Linked DNA regions of Gossypium hirsutum: region 2 is linked to region 1. The links are chromatin contacts, called in public Hi-C maps. All regions are on one chromosome and are shown on one strand. The core of a region is the stretch at or near the end of the contact, and the rest is flanking DNA. Distances in the headings are between cores, read along the strand shown.

Evidence for each region. Hi-C and Micro-C count contacts between places; a contact is called where the count stands out from the background.
Region 2: a Hi-C map of leaf shows a contact between it and region 1, with 2.1 times the contacts expected there. The contact joins the promoter of LOC107934530 here to the promoter of LOC107939271 in region 1. A contact is called at or near these places in 2 of 34 Hi-C or Micro-C datasets (both in leaf).

Annotation. Positions count from the first base shown.
Region 1 is chrA10:110,090,048-110,092,747 of Gossypium_hirsutum_v2.1, forward strand. It overlaps LOC107939271 (protein RNA-directed DNA methylation 3), which reads right to left and starts at 1,349. Exons shown (of 19, transcript XM_041078064.1): 1 at 994-1,349. The coding sequence starts at 1,183.
Region 2 is chrA10:110,438,777-110,441,476 of Gossypium_hirsutum_v2.1, forward strand. It overlaps LOC107934530 (vacuolar protein sorting-associated protein 24 homolog 1), which reads left to right and starts at 1,375. Exons shown (of 6, transcript XM_016866979.2): 1 at 1,375-1,713; 2 at 1,886-1,962. The coding sequence starts at 1,602. LOC107934552 reads left to right here. Exons shown (of 5, transcript XM_016867003.2): 5 at 1-222.

The sequences.
Region 1 (2,700 bases), core at 99-2,598:
GCAAAAGACAAAAGTTCTTCAAGGGCCCTCATGCATGGTGTAACAATGTAAATACGCCTCAAAACTTCTTGATATATCAAATAACTTCCGAACATGATGCCCAAAATATCCCTCCTTTACCAAACAAGCTATGAAAAATCATCCCAAGGCTTTAAAAATTAGTTGTTTGAAAATTGCTCAACCCAAGAACCGGAAGCATTCACCCAAAGAAGCTTCAGAAAATTAACAAATGCATAAGAAAAATCAAAGCAGAGGCAAACTCAACCTCAACCTCAAGAGTCCTAAACACAGTAAACAAGAAAAGCTTCTCCAAGAAAGACCCTCTTGCACCAAGCAATAAAGTCCAATCTAACACCCCTTGAAACCCTTAGAAATAAATACTTCCTAAGAAGTTGCATTCACATTCACCAATACTACACTAATAAGCTTTCTAAACTCAACCTGTCAATCATCTCCATGTTCAGTTAACAAAGATCTATAAACATATGAGAAATAGAACTTCAAAACTACTTAATATGTACCAGTTTCACAACCAAACACCCTAAAATGATTATTCATGCAGAAGCAAAAAAATTCCCTCACAATAACTCAAGAATGATTATTCATGCAGAATGTCCCACTTTCACACCCAAACAGCCTAAAATGATTATTCATGCAGCAGCCAATAAAAAATAAGATAAAAAAATCACTCACAAAAACTCAATAATGGCAACAAAATCTCATCAAGATTTCCATTTCTAAAAAAAATCTCTTCCAGAATATTGAACATATTAAAAAGTTGAAACTTCGCTTAAATTTTTTTAAAAAAATGAAAACCCTAAAAACCTTGAAAACCAGAATGCAGAACAAAATCAAAGAAAAAACCCTAAAAACTAGCAGAAGCAGAAATAAGCAACCGGAAAATGCAAGACTCCAAAAGGAAACAAATTGAAAAAGCAAAAGCCAACAAAAACGAAAAAAAAAACAAACGAAAAACGATCAGATCAGCCATACAATCATCAAAATCGCTGTCATCGCTGGCTTCATTGTCATCAACATCAGCAGCGTCTTCAAAGAACTGAAGAACTCCCCGATTCTTCCGCTTCCGACGGTTCTCCTCCGCTCCACCACCGCTTCTTCCGGCGCTGACCTTCCGTTTCCCATAAACCACCTCCTTCTCCTTTCCCTTCCCCTTCGACGACATATCCTTTCAGTCCAGTTGCAAAATTTTTACTTTTATTTTCCTTATATTTTTCTACATAAATAGAAAATTTTCGGAGAATATCAGTTTTTCATTTTCTCTAAGGGTTTTTTTCTTTTTTTTTTCTTTGAAATAGAGTGTGATGAAAGTGTGAGTGATGGAATTTTATGGTAGTGTACTCCAAAGCTGATATAATATATATTTGGCAATTTACGATTGCATCCTTTGCGTTCTGCCCTTATTAAATCATGTAAAAGGGCAAAACAGTCTATTCGTTTCCTACTTCTTTATTTTTAGACCGGGTAAAATACAATTTCATCCTTAAATTGTTGATTTTATTCTATTTTAGGACCTAATAATTAATTATTAATTTAATAATAAATTTATTTTTTTGATATTTGTATATCCTATCAATTTAATCTTAAATATAATAAATTTGTTTACAACATTTATAAAATGATAAATTTTAAATTCTAAAAAATTATTATTAAAAATAGATTAAAATTTTAAAGATATATAAATACATAAAAATAAAAAATTTGTTTTCAAGTTTTTTTTTTGTTTTGCTATCATTAACAATTTCCGTCCTTGATTTTTAGGGAGGATTGCAGGTAGAGTTATTAAAAGGTAGATTTATTTGTCTAAACTCAAAAATCTATCCAATATATAAATAGATTTGAATAAGTAGAGAAAATTCGAAAAATAAATTTAAACAAAAATATAAATCTGTTTTTTAATCAAACAATTCTTGAACAAAAACTTTAAAACAGGAACCTAACTTTACCGTCTCAGGTCAGGGGTGAAGTCAGAAAAAAATTTTAGGGGCTAGATGAAATTTTAATTTTTTATAATTTATATCTTTATAATTTGTAAAAAATTAAATCGAATTTTTATAATTTTAAAGAAGCCAAAATGTAATTTAATCTTTATTAATTTAAAATTTTTTAAAAATTTTAAAAGCTTAAAAAATAATTTTACATTTTAAGGAGGGTCGGGCGACCATGCCAGCCCCCTAACTTCTTCGCCCCTGGCTCGAGTGCATATAAAATATATACATTATAAATATTATATTTATAAATTTTTAATATATAAAAACCAAACCCAGCCCAAATATTTTAAACCATTAATTGAAGCTTGGAAACAGGTCGTTAGAAGTTAGAACTTTGTTTACCTTCCTGCTTTCCCTTTTTTTTTTTTTTTCCTTTCTAAATTCGTTGAGGGGTAATCTGCCTCGACCATAACCGGGATTTGGGCAAGTTTTATAAGCGTGGAAGTTGTTCCTATCGAGTTAAATTGAAACATTTCTTATATCAACCTTCTCGAGCATGGATTATTTTCTCAAGTTATTAGCTTTGGCTAAAAACAATTTAAAAAGTTAATTGAATTTTAACTTGATTAGTATCAATATTATTATTAGTATAAAAAAACGTAAATTTGAATATATCAAAATTTATTATCCTCTTATTTAAAATTATAAAAGAATTATGAGTAGTTCACGTAAAAAAACCCAAAAAAAATCA
Region 2 (2,700 bases), core at 125-2,624, 350 kb after region 1:
AGATTGGTAGACAATTGGAGAAGTTTTTTCTTTTTCTTTTTTGGGTCTTACAAATTTATAGATTTGGATTACCTCCATTGATATTCAAGATTGAGAGTGGCAGTTCCAAGCCTAGATTGTGTTTGCCTCCTTAGATTTATGTAACACACATTGTGAATGTCATTCCAGGATGTTGGATACGGATATCTGTCTTACACGTGTATGATGATATTTTTTTTTCTATTTAGAGGATCCTAACTACGTACCATTGTTCAAAATGTGTTCGACAAGGGGATTTTTTCCAGATATAAATATGTTAGGAAGCTTCTTGGAAAATCATATTGTCCTACTCATGTCCAACGCATCATAGTATTTACTTTTTGGTTGGCATTGTGATGAGCATGGATCCCAGAACTGAACTGAAGGTTGAACTGGTTGTATTTTCAATTCAATTGGTTTAAGGTTGATGATGATATAAAGTGTTAGCAATTTTTGTTTATTATATGGAGTGTCAAAAGGAAGCTTTAATCACTAAGTCTTAGCATAAGCTGTTAGCAAGTTAATTCTTCATCCATGACTTCATATTCATTTTTAATTTAATGTTTGCTTCTTTTTTTAATGAAATAACTTTTAAATACAACCATCAAGAAAATAGGCACAAATCAAGCAAAAAACTGTTGTTAGGTGGAAAAAAAAATCAGAGTTGGAGCCTTGTATCATTTATTTGTTGTTAGTGTAAGAAAATTTAAGTTTTGAGTGTATTAAAACGTATTATTCTTCTAATTGGAGCGACTATAGATAGTTTTAGTTCTAAAAATTGTATAAAAAAAGTAAAGTATAAACAAGTTAAATATTAAATTCCCATGAGCTAATTTGTTTATTGTTATAGTTATTAATGTAAGTAAAAAAAATATGAATTTTATGAGTTTGTGATAAATTATGTAATAAATATATTTATTAAAATTTTATATAAAATAATTGTTATTTTGATTACAATCATAAAATTACTTATGTTTTAGATTTTCTGTATTTTAATGACATTATAATTTTCGATTAAGTCTTAATTTGATAGATATGAGAATTATTGCTAACATAGGAACACGTAAGTTCGAGTGTACTGAAATATATTATCCTCCTATTTATAATTAAAGAGAGACTGTACCTAATTTTAGATATTGTATAAAAAAAATTAATTAATCACGATTTGTCGTTTGAAATAAATTTTGTCATACAAATTGTGATAAATTAGTTTACATTAATTCAAATTTATAATAAAATAATAAAATTAAAAATACGAGAAGGAAATGTTAACGCGGTGGGCGAAACGACGTCGTGTTGCTAAGTACGCTGCAGACTGTTCTATAACACGTATTTTCCCGGAAAATATAAAAGGAAAAGGGAAAGGTAAAAGATTCCGAAACGAAACACGGCAAAAGAAAATTGAGGCAAAAAAGAAAAGAAAAGAAAAACAGGAAAGCTTTGATTCTAAGCCATTTTCTTTGCTCCATTCCATAGAAAGATCTAAAAGCTCAAGCTTTCCTAGCAAAATTTTCTCACCATTTTTTTAAGTTACGAAGAGAGGGAAAGGAAAAGGGACTAATTTAGAGAAAGAAAAGGTAAAGATGGATAAATTTAAGAATATGTTGAAACCCAAGCCGAATCCACAACAACCACTAAGAGATTGGCAAAGAAAGCTTCGTCAAGAGTGCCGTAACATTGAACGCCAAATTAGAGGCAAGATATTTCCATCTTTTTCCCTTCATTGTTTGGAAAAAAGAAATTGATGATTGCTTTTTAGTGGTAATTTTGAATCTTTCAGTTAATGGGTATGTGAGAATTCAGGTTTAAAATAAGGGGGTTTTTTTATAAGAAAATTTATGGGATTTTTATGTGGATTTTGTATTAGATATTCAGAGAGAGGAGAAAGGTGTACAGAAGGCAATTCGAGAAGCCGCTAAGAGAAATGACATGGGTTCTGCTAAGGTAAAAAATTCTTGGGTTTTTTTTTTTTCTTTCTAATGGAACTTTATCTATATAGATTAATCATGTCATAGTTTTTGAGGGAATTCAATATTTTATAATTGGAATGGTTTGATTAGGAAGATAAGTTATGTAATTACATTAAAGATCATCTAGGAGAACCTGTTGGTTAATTCGGCTGCCCTTAAGAGTGGCATCTAACAATGGGGATTGGCTCTATTTTAGCAAATAAAAAGATCATTGAGGCGAACCCATCGGTTCATGTAGTCACCCTTAAACATGGCATCTTGTGAATCTAAAGTTCATTGTAAAAGGATCTAGGTCATTATATGGTGTAGAATGACTTTATGTTTTAAGTTGCTGAAGTAAATTGGATTTTGTGGTTTTTTAGATGAAATGATTGGTCATTCATACGAAAAGGATGCTACTTGATTATCCTAAGTCTAGCTGATCTTCAGTATTCATCCAATAGGTATTCGTCCAATGAGTTTTCTAGTCGATCTTAGGATCAGGAGATGTAACTCATCATTGGTTCTAAGCTGGAACTGCACACTGAAATCACGAAAGATGTTGATTTTTGGAATAATGAAAAGATCATCTTTTCGTTGGGTGGTCCAATTTGATGAAACCTATGTGCCTTAGCACGTGTATTATATGTGAAAATCATTTATTGTCTTTTTGTGTATGCTTTCATGTCCGCAATTTTGCATTTGCCTCGTTATTGAGGAGTCATTTCTTATG